2 separate regions of the Macaca mulatta genome follow, and region 2 is linked to region 1. Evidence: chromatin contacts called from public Hi-C data. All regions are on one chromosome and are shown on one strand. Each heading gives the region's core, a stretch centred on a gene start, on an enhancer-like site or on the middle of the called end of the contact. The rest is flanking DNA. Distances are from core to core; before and after follow the strand shown. Region 1 overlaps RORA (RAR related orphan receptor A). Region 2 overlaps RORA (RAR related orphan receptor A).

The links. Hi-C and Micro-C count contacts between places; a contact is called where the count stands out from the background.
Region 2: a contact with region 1 is called in a Hi-C map of fibroblasts, with 2.0 times the contacts expected there. The contact joins two enhancer-like sites. A contact is called at or near these places in 2 of 14 Hi-C or Micro-C datasets (fibroblasts and liver).

What each region holds. Positions count from the first base shown.
Region 1 is chr7:38,117,253-38,123,009 of T2T-MMU8v2.0, reverse strand. The region is part of intron 1 of RORA (RAR related orphan receptor A); the gene reads left to right. Among named protein-coding and RNA genes, the nearest start is that of ICE2, 290 kb to the right of the region's middle. Within about 2 kb of position 3,214, at least 1 of the 40 cell types and tissues checked has an H3K27ac peak or open chromatin away from gene starts, as enhancers often do.
Region 2 is chr7:38,405,982-38,411,738 of T2T-MMU8v2.0, reverse strand. All of the region lies in intron 1 of RORA (RAR related orphan receptor A), which reads left to right. Among named protein-coding and RNA genes, the nearest start is that of RORA, 180 kb to the left of the region's middle. Within about 2 kb of position 3,513, at least 3 of the 40 cell types and tissues checked have an H3K27ac peak or open chromatin away from gene starts, as enhancers often do.

The sequences.
Region 1 (5,757 bases), core at 1,965-4,464:
CTCCTTTATTCCCTGTGTGTGTGTGTGGTGTGTAGTGTGTGTGTGTGTATGTGTGTAGTGTGTGTGGTGTGTGTGTGTGTGTAGTGTATGTGTGTAGTGTGTGTGTGTAGTGTGTGTTGTGTGTGTGTGTAGTGTGTGTGTGTTGTGTGTGTGTGTAGTGTGTGTAGTGTGTGTGTGTGTGTGTATGTAGTGTGTGTGTGCTTCATGCACTTCTTTAAAGGCACACAGTCAGCTGTAATATGTCCTCCTTTCTCTGAAATCTGGTGACTTTTCACCATAGATTGGGCAAGGCCCAGGCCTCTGGATTGATAGAAATACAGCACATCTGTCTTCATTTATTCACATCTGATACCATAACCTTCGTGTCTGGCTGCTTTGGGTCTACCACCATTAAAATTTAAATTAAGAACCAGAAGTTTTTAATAAATTCAAGCCAGAGTTGAGCCTCCCGGAGATGTTATCTCGCCTGGAATCCCCTCGTTTTAGTTTAGCAGTCCTTTTGGAAAATCTGACGAGACTCACCTAGAAATTCCATTCTTTGTTGAAGACCAAAAAGGAAGAATCACCATGGAAAATAAAGATTCATAAAGCCAACTGCATTTTATTCTAGACGCTTTGTTTCTGCTAGAAACCTGTTTTTCAAAAACTTGGTTGACAAAGTCCCATTTGTATATTTTTCCCCTTAAGTTTTAGACACCTGGGTTTTTAAGGATAAAATTCTTGCAGATGTTTTGGATTAATCTGTTTTCAAAAGTGCTCAAGAACTTGATTTCCAAGTACCAGACTTTTTTTTTTTTTTCATTACCAACTACTGTAGTTTGCAAAGAGGGAGAAACTTAGCTTGCGATTGGCCTGAATGCAATAGAATCACACACTCTCCTGGTTTTAAGGAACATTTGAAACTGAACCATGTATAAGTGTGCCACCTGAGTGAGCTTTCTAAAAAAATATTTGTCATCTTTGTCAGACCAAACTTCTCATATAGTGTTTGAATTTAATTAGAGGCATACCTAAATGGTTAGGGGAGAAGGACAGAAGTCTACCCCAGAAATGGCTCATAGGAAAATGAGACAATTTCAGTTTTACTTACTCAGGCACACCATAGGAGAGGTACTTCTCCAAGCTGGTAAGTGAGCCATTTTTGCAAAAATAGAAGCAACATTCTGGGCAAGTGCTTGAAAGTAGAAAAGGCCTGGGATAAAACATTATTTTTTAAAAAACATACCATAAAAGAGAGTTGCCCAGCTCTTTCTTAACTAGTGAACTAGCTCTTCTACACATTTACCATAAGATAATTGATGTTTGTAATGCTGCCCCTAAGGCACTACAGGATCCTAAAGTGCCTTCTGAATCATCAAAGAATGATTCATTGCGTTCTGGGTGGTTTTCTTGTTGAGTGTATTTTATTGTATACTAATCCCTTTGAAAATTGATAATACATCTGTGATGGGTACCAGAGGTTTGCAATCAAGAGCACACAGCCACAACTGGTGAGTGGGAAGTGTTTTTGGTGTACAGGCTGGGTGCCACCCCCACATCCTCCATCCTGCCGCTTCGAAGAGGCAATGTCGCCCATGGAATCTGCAGAAGTTGGTCTCTGTGAAGGTTTCATTCAACTCCTCCCTCTCCTCCCTTTCCTGCTCAGCTTGCTAGTAGGAGCCCAAGTGTAAACAGCAATTCCATATTCCCACCCCTCCCTGTGCCCGAAAGAAGAAGGGCCAGAAACTTACGGTGGCACTAATTAGGCAGCATCATACAAAAACTCTGTTATTTGACCACTTTTTGTCTACAAAAGTGACAATCTCATATGACCAGTCGCAGTGGTTACACATATCAGGCACCTGTGTGTGTGTGTCTGCGTGTGTGTCTGCGTGTGTGTCTGCGTGTACAGACATGCACACACCATTCAGTTACCCAGAAGACTTGATTAACAAGAACACCAAAGCTCCACTGGATCACACGATTGGCTGTCCCCTGGTTTGATAAATAACTTTTTCCTTCTTTGCTGTTCCTTAGCTGATAACCAGGAATGGAACCCCAGCATTTTCACAGCACTGCTATGTATTAGGTGAAAATGGCCTTCCTATTTCTTGGTATGCTCTGTTTATATTTTAATGCTGTTTACAGATGAAATATTCTATAAATATTCATACAGTGCCTGTACAAAGGAAAGGATCCAAAGAGCTCTTTATTAACAAGCTCCCTTATGTCAGGGTAACTATGGGAGAAAGGGCTTTAATCCATCCTCCCGAAGTTCTCAAACAAAAACTGAACTATCCTCTTTACACATAATATTGGGGTGATCTGGGATTTACCAGCTAAATTCGCAGCTAAAAGTGTCAGCTAATGAATTATTCCAAGTAAATTAACAGACTAAGGGAATCCTTTCTTCAGTCCCATACCAATGCTCCCTTCATTAGCAAATACGCTTAATGTGGGAGAGAGATGAGCTAGGTGCCAGAGAATGTTTAGCCCACATTCATCCTCTGCACAGTTCCTCGACCCCAATGATCAATTGACATTTGTTAGAAGAACATTTTTTTCTTCCAAAGGAAGGCTCAGAAACATTAGAAAAAAATAAAAATTTAAAGCTCAGAGAGCTTGTAATGAAGTAAATTAAAACCTTTTAAAAAAACACACATACAAATTGAACTTTTTATAAAGTACTCAGGGGCTTCAAATTTAAAACTATAAAAAAAACACATACACTTCAAGGTTATGCTTTTAAAAAATTTAAAATACTGAGTTGAATGACTGACAAGTCCAAAATACTCTCAGACTAATCTTTGTACCAAAGAAATTAAATGTAACAAGTTATTTTTTATCTCCTCGATGGGGGAAAATAGGATAGCAAATTGTATTTCCCCCTCCCATCTTTGTATCAAAGATGGTTAAATATTTCTTTCCATTCCATCAGATTGTCTCAACTGGCAAGATAATACTTGGGAAAAGAGTAGGTAGAAGGGAAAATGAAACTGGCAGCTCCTGAGATCCACAGGGCATCATTTGGCACGCACTTCTTTGAGGCCTACCCAAAAGTGGTTAATCAGAGAGTAGAGACGATGTCAGATTACATTAGAGGCAGATTTCTCTATGTTTATGGGCAAATCTGAGATGGCCAGTCTTTCAGGTCTGGAGCTGCGGTTGCACGCAAAATGTGATCCTAAAAATGAAATGCCAGTATTTAATCCTTCCAACTACTCAGCTTCCTCATTATTCTCTTGTGGGAATTGTGGTTGCTACTGACTCAAAGTTGCCCCCCGTTTGATGATGTATTCATTGCTAGAGGTGGCCCCCATGTCCCCCTCAACCTGGATTCCAGTTGAGGATCCTATAGTGAGAATTCAGTTAATCTCAAGATAAAATCCAGCAACAAGAACTTTTAAGCCTTGAGATGCACAAAGCTGTGTATGTATTTATGTGTGTTATGTTGTCCACCCTCAAACATAGTCTGGGCTGGCCTCTGAAGGGCAGGACTCTCAGTGTGTTCTCTCAGGCTCTCCTTGGGGAATATTTCTTAGCAGAGTGCATTTTTGTTACATGAGGCCATAGATGCATGTGGCTACTGAATCAACCATTTTGACGTCAGTTAGTTCTTTCCAGTTGTCCTAATGACTATTCATTCAGCATTTGATTGGATTAGGATAGGTTGATGCAATTCAACTGAATCAAGGTGTAGCAAGGAGAAAACCCACTGGATTGTAAATCTAAAGAATGGTTTGAGCCTCAACTCAGCTGCTAACTTGCTATGTGGCATTCAGATCTCTTGACCACTCTGGACTTCAGTTTCTTTGTCTGTAAAGTGGTAAGTGTCTGGCCTCTCTTATCAGTCTTTCAGAACTGTTAATTCAGATTAAATGATCTGGTGGGTGTGAAAGCTTTTGAATTCATCTGAGTTATCAGCTGGAACTTTATAGCGTTAGTTGGCACAGTGCTTCAGGAGATAATCTGAAGATGACTTTGCAGGGAATTTCTATGCCAGTCAGAAAGTATTCTTTTCTTATGGACCAATGGCTGTAGAAAAATGAGAGAGACCATTATATCAGTTGGACTCACTTGATCATCACCACTTTAAAGACGAGCAAAAAGTAGTTGAGAGAGTTGTGGCAAATCCTTGGCATTAGCTGTTACCATGGAGGTGAAGGGGAAAATTCCCACTCCCCAATTGTATTTGAAAACAGAGAGGTCTAAAGCCTTGGAACAAGTTGTGGCAAATGGACAGGATGTCCTAGAATGACACCCTAGGTGGAAATAAATCACCGGAACTGATGGCAGCCACCCAAGAGTTTTGAAGGAACTCAAGGGTGAAATTGTGAAACTATTGGCCAAAACGTGTAACTTCTTACAAATGGGTACTGTGCTCAAGACCTGGCAAATTGCCACCACAACTCTGAAAGAAGAGAAGCACAAATAGGTGAGCCTCCCTTTTATACCTAGCAAGCTGGTGGAGACTATCTGAGTGGGTAGTGTCACTGAATACATGCTTACTGTAGAATGGACAATTACTGAGCATTCACCCCGTGCCAGGCATTGTGCTGGATGGTAGAGGTGAACAAATGAAAGTGTCCAGAAGGCTGTTTGACAAAAGGGTCTGAAAACTCCAGTGCTGCAAACGTAGATTTGGGAAGTCATTGACATATAGGTCAAAGAAAGCAAATAGCCTTCACCTAGAGATGCTGATCCTATCGATTGGAAGAGCCTGTCTTGGAGCACCATGCACACTAGAGTATCCTGAAGAGAGAGCGGAGATCTGCTAGCAATGTCTGCATTGCTGGGCTGTACCATGCTCTGTGTTTGCCATCTCCATATGGGAGAATGTTGGAATTCTGAGGGTGACGGGTGTCTATGATAACCCAGCAAGAGTGTGCAAAGGAAGAAGAGAAGAGGTTAAAAGGCAGACTCCTGCACAAAGCAAGAATTTGGGGGTCGGGAGAGAGGGAAGAAACCAGCAAGGGAGGCTGAAAGGGTTCTTCATTTATTTGTCTGTTCCTTTATTCAACAAGTAAACATAGGCTCTTTCTATGTGCCACGCACGATTTTACACCCTGGAGTCACATCCAGGGATGTGCTCTGTTTTTGGAACAGCAAGGAAAGTGTCAGATAGTAATAAATATTCAGAATCAGAAGAGGGATTGGTTGGGCACTGTAGCCTGGTTGGTCAGCTGTGACAGGAGTTGAAACCTGCATGGCAGGACTCAGCAAGTGATGCAAAGAATTGTGAGAAGAACATTCTAGACAGAAGAAAGAGCTAGTGCAAAGGCCCTGAGGCAGAGAAAATGGCAGAAAAATACTCTTTCCAGAAGTTTGACTATGTAAGGTGGCAGCTTGAGGGGAAGACAGGACTGGGAAGGAGGTTTCCTGACGCTATGTGTAGTTGGTTGGCTGGCTGTGTAGAATAGAGACACCTGATAATGTTTATGGATTTGAGGAAAAGAAGAAAGTGGAAAAAGCAAGACTGATGATGCAACAGAGAGAAAGGATGATCAATGGTACTGAGAGGGACAGTTGTCTTAGAGAAGGTGTGAAGATGGTAAGGGCAAGGGCAGATACAAAGATTCTAGAACAGCATTTCCCAACCACTTCTAAACTTGTGCACTCATTTCATAGTAATATATATTATTTGAACATTTTTTTAAACATCTAATCATTTTGCATGTAATGCAAAATGAAGTGAGTTAATGTTTTAAAATGTATGTGTCATTTAAATAAGTATATGTTAAGATTTTATAAAATTAATTGAATACAGTATTTACTAAT
Region 2 (5,757 bases), core at 2,264-4,763, 290 kb before region 1:
ACGCCTGTAATCCCAGCACTTTGGGAAGCCAAGGCAGGTGGACCCCTTGAGCCCAGGAGTTCAAGACCAGCCTGGGCAACATAGTGAAACCCTGTCTCTACTAAAAATACAAAAATTAGCCAGACATGGTGGTGTGCGCCTGTAGTCCCAGCTATTCAGGAGGCTGAGGTGGGAGGATTGATTGAGCTCAGGAGGTGGAAGCTACACTGAGCCATGATCACACCGCTGCACTCCAGCCTGGGCAACAGAGTGAGACCCTGTCTCACTGCTCCCCCCCCCCCCAAAAAAAGACTGTTTTATAAGCATGATGAAAGTTAAAGGGAGAGTCAACCATTGTTTGATTAGTACAGCCCAAAGAGTTTGGCCTTTTACAAACAGTGCCTTGTCTCATAGTGTCATTTACCTATATTATTCGTATAGCGCCAGCTCCTCAAAAGTAATTAGAGTATTTAAAATAATATACTAGTGATAGGAAATATACATAAAAGTCCTCATTGAAGGGACCTTATTAGATGCTAATTATTGCTTGGAGCCTAAATCAAAAGGCCTAATTTTCTTATGCCTCAGTGAGGATGAGAAATCCAGGGGCTGTGGGTTCCAATCCTGTTGCTATGCCCCTAGCCCTACTGTCTTAATTATTCCTTCTGTCCTCTGATTTCCTCCTCTCTAAGGGAAGACACAGTATCATTTGAGACATTTAAGAAGAGTATAGTTGTGCTAACTAATGAAGATTAATTCTGTTGCATCTATGGGAGAACTTTTTTTTTTCCAGAAAATAAAAGTTCTTTTCAAATGTTTAGTGTCTCGTCTTATTCTTTCTGTTCCCCGCATTGCCATATGTTTCCTGTCGAGTTCAGGAGAAACTACGTACATGTAAAAGCAACAATTAAGTATGAAGATGCTGGCTAAAGTGATCCTTAAACCTTTCCATTTATTCATCATCATCCTTTAATTTTATTTTCCTTCATGCCCAATCCAAGTGGATTTGCTTGAAACAAACTACAGTTTTCCAAGTCACACCTACCACCCAGCAGCTTTGGGATAAAAATGAAATGTAGTCTATTTTACTTTGAAAGGATTCCTTTATTTACTTTGAAAGGATTCCTTTTTCAAGAAATAACTTTGGAGAAAACAAACAAAATAACGAAAATAAACTGCCCCTAACTCCTTTTCCTTGAGTATTGAGTTTTCTGAAGGAAGTCCTCCCTGAGGAATGTTTATATATATATGAACATATAATACATATATATCTAATACATATATATCTAATGCTTTGGGAGTGCTAAAGGAATACATGAAGTCTAACAGTCTTCATGCTGTGTAGATTCTTAATGGAGCACATTTATTTGTACCTACGCCCAACTTTAACACTACTTGTTATCTGGCTACAAAAATAACCATCAGCTGTGTCGTCTCCCTGTAGCCCCTTGAAAAGGGAGAAGCAAGAATTTGTTTTCTTGAGGCCTTCTCAAAGATTGCACACCCAAGCTTTGTTGCTGGGGTTCTGCCTCTCTCTTCTGGTCTTTGCTCTTCCCTAAACACCAGATCCAGATCCAGATCCAGATCCAGGTCCAGCAGGGACCAGGAAATCAGGAGGGTCATCCTGGCATCTGCCCATTTGTAACTGATCAGAGCCTTCATGGCGGCCATGGAAATCATCGTGAAACTGTGTTCACAACCCCATGCCTTCTCCCTGAGCTTTCTCTGCTGCCCGAGGGGTTGCCTGTGTGAGGCCTAATTGCCTCTGGACAGGCAGGCAGTGGAGACAACCCAGGCCTTTGTCCTTTTTGTCAGTGTGAGTCAGTAGGCTACCATGGAGTCTCCCGGGAAGGGGGTGGGGGTTGGGGGGCAAAAGCCAGATTTTTGTGTTCAAAAAAAATGTTTTTGCAGCTGACAGCTGTATGCAAACAGTGACAGTACATTGCAATGAGCATCTTAAAATATGAGGAATCAAGACTGTTGACTTTGGGTGAAAAGAGTGATTCAGAACCGAGTGATTGACTAGCTCCAATCAGGTCTGGTTTTCTCTCTTCCTGATAACACAGCATTGGTCGTTACAGGGACAAAAGCAGGAGTGATGTATTTGGCTAAATCTTTAATCAATAAAATAGATTAAGGATCATGAATATGGAGTTTTCTTTTCCCCTTAGGATACTTGACTTACACTGTGCTATGGTTTAGTCCCAAGGCACTTTCAGTGAATTAGGAAAAGCTGTCACTTCCTTAATCTTGTACCAGGTGAACAGCTAGGTAAGCGGTGTACAGGCTGGACACTTTTGTGCAGGGCACATCCAAACCAATGGTGCGTACATGGCACGCTGCTGACGTTTTCATCTTCACGTCTTTCTTCCCTGTTGGTCTCTTTGTACATCGTTTCTGCTTTTGTCTTATTGATGAATTGTATAATAACAATCAAGAGTGCATGGAAATATACTGTTACTTACAGTAGAAACAGTCAGTGAGGGAACCAGCTACTCACTCTCAAAATGCACTCTCAGAATATCTGGAATGTTTCCCACAGAATTGGTGATGTGTAGAAACAGGCTTATCTTTGATCTGGTAAAGCAAATCCATTTTCAGAAGCTACAATCTGATAAATATCATTCATCCTCCATTTCTCTCCTGGACTGATGTTTTCCTTTCTTACGGAAAACACATAGCCATAGCTCACTTATATATATATATTAGCATCGTACGATACTAGAACCACTACATGAAAACAGTGTCAGTGGCACCAGTGGAGTTAACTGTAATTCAAAGGAGGAAAAGCATTACGTGTGAGGCTTTCCCATCCTGACTTCTAGAATTCTAGCTTTCCAGTGGACCTCTTGCAAGGAATCTGAAATACAGAAAGAAGCAAAAATATTTCGTATAATTTCACCAGAGTTTTTCCTCAACCTTAATAAGGCTTAAAAGGCCTTTCCCTCCACTGCTGTGTTTGGGAATGGAGGAGAGGTCCCTGTTAAATGAAAACACTGATCATTCTCTGTGTGCATAAGCTGCACCCACATAACTCTAATGGTTAGCACCTTTAACTCTTCTACTCTGGGATGTAGGACAGATCCTCACCAGGCATCCTCTGTCTTTTCTGTTTCTGACTGCAGACGATAGCATTTCTATTTAGTTGAGAAAGCAGCAAGTGCTGTGTGCATAAGACTTCCAGGCTGCTCAAGAAAGCTTGCAGGTTATTGCAGTCACAATAGGATGTAAGAGGAGGTGCACCCTCCCTCTCTGCTGAAAGGCAGGAATGGAGGAGGGCAAGTGTGTGTTTTATGTTCCTTGGTAATTCGTGCTGCAGAGTTGGACTGCTCCCTCTGAGCTTGAAGACACTCATGTCCCCTGAGGCTTACGGGAATGGTCAGTGAGACCACAAGAATTGTTTTGAAGCCCAGGCGGAGACTTCAGATTCCTTTGCGTGTAGAAGTGTTGGCCAAAAATAGCAAATACCAGTCCTTCCCGAAGCCTCTCCCACTCTCTGGGATGCAGACAGTACAGGCAAGCATCACTAGGTGGCACAGCTGTCCTGGTGTCTTACTCTCGTGGAGCCACACTTACAACTGCCGTGGGATGCTTTGATGCAATACCCGATAGGATTCCTGTCCGTAAGGTGCCAATGCAGAGCACTCTGGTCAAGTGGAGGATTCTTTTCACAGGGGATCGCTGGATTGACTCTAGGAGAAAGAGAAGCTACGCTTGCCGCAAACACCTGCACACCACCGTTCATCCTGCCCAGGCCGCTGCTGAGTGGAGCTCAGGCTTTCAAGTTTGTGGATCAGTGTGCCCCACAAAGCATGCTTATGTCTGCCTTACCCCCTAGGGGGAGTGGGGATAGGGGTAGTGGAAGGTAGGTAGTCAGCCCTTACTTTCTGCTGTTCCCATTCCAAACTGTACAGATTTGTCAAAACCTTTCACATTCCTTCCAAGTGGAGGATGTGGCAGTATCACCTTCTGTCTACCCTGAGTGCCTCACTCCCCTCTTCCTTCTGCCATCCTTCCACACCCTGCTCAGATGCAACCTTCTGAAGATCAGTCCAGCCCACGATACCCTCCCTGCCACCTGAGGTGCCATAGCATTACGTTGTGCGGTTGTTCAGTCAGCAAACATGGGCTGTGTGTCAGAGCCTAGAGAGCACTACCCTCTCCACTACTTCTGTCACTACTTCTGGGGAAATGCAGAGGATACATGCTGCCCCTAAGAAGCAGCCACTATAACGTGGTGCTGACCAACAGACTTGTTTTGGCTCTTGTTCGCCACCTACTAGGTATGTGCTTTATTTTAATAGGGTAGTCAGCCTAAGACTTGGTTTCCTCACCCATAAACTGGGATAATAATAGCACCTATTCATTATGATAAGAATTAAAGAGCAATCCTTCATGGAAAGCAACTGGGACAGTGCCTGGCACATAATAAGTGCTCAGTAAAACGCAGGAAAAGGTATCACAGCCAAGACTAACCCCTGACTCTTGTGACTCTGCGCCCTGTGTTTGTGTTACTCTTCCACCTGCTTGCATTCTTTCTACTGTGCCATATTGCCTCCTCTCAGTGTTTAGAACATCTCTTGCCCGCCCCCCCCCCCAAGTTGTTTGTGCCTTGAGTTCTCTTTTTCACAAACTAGCTTGGGAGCTCCCTGAAGACAGAGACCATATATAATCACACAGTGTCTTTCTACTTTATGGACACAATGCTTTAAGAGAGTTACTGACTGTAATTATTAAATTCTAACCATGGAAAGCTTCTCAATGTTGACTTTAAAAATTGTTTGAGGCCGGGCGTGGTGGTGGCCTGTAATCCCAGCACTTTGGGAGGCCGAGGTGGGCGGATCACGAGGTCAGGAGATCGAGACCATCCTGGCTAACACAGTGTAACCCCGTCTCTATTAAAAATACAAAAAATTAGCCGGGTGTGGTGGCGGGCGCCTGTGGTCCCAGCTACTCAGGAGGCTGAGGCAGGAGAATGGCGTGAACCGCCTCACTGGAGGCGGAGCTTGCAGTGAGCCAAGATCGTGCCACTGCACTCCAGCCTGGGTGACAGAGCGAGACTCCGTCTCAAAAAAAAAAAAAAAAAAAAAAGTGTTTGAAATTTGTTAGAATTATTGATATCATGAATGAAGTAGGTTCCCAAACTATATTTCAGAGGACAAAGTTTGTACGTGTTTTCTGTAAAGGGCCAAAGAGTAAATATTTTAGACTTTGTGAGCCACGGGCGCGTGTCTCATGACTCACTGCTGCGGCTGCAGTGTGAAAGCAGTCATGGATGGCATGTACACAAATGAACTTGGCTGTGGACAGTGAAAATTTACGAAAGCAAGCAGTGGCCACATCAGACCGCATGGGCAGTAGTTTTCTGACCCCAGCTCTAGGAGGTGATAAAAAGTGTTGTTCAGGGAAATGGGTTTTGTGGTCAAATCTAATGTGTTGACTATATATTGATTTGAGTCGTCTCACTGCACAGCACTCATTATCATATTAAAAGTCTCTGAGAAGTCCTGCAGTTAAGAAGTACTTGGACCGAGCGCCGTGTCTCACGCCTGTAATCCCAGCACTTTGGGAGGCTGAGGTGGGCAGATCACGAGGTCAGGAGTTCGAGACCATTCTGGCCAACACAGTGAAACCCCATTTCTACTAAAAATATGAAAAATTAGCCAGGTGTGGTGGTGTGCGTCTGTAATCCCAGTGACTCAGGAGGCTGAGGCAGGAGAATCACTTGAACCCTGGAGGCGGAGGTCGCAGTGAGCTGAGATCGTGCCATTGCACTCC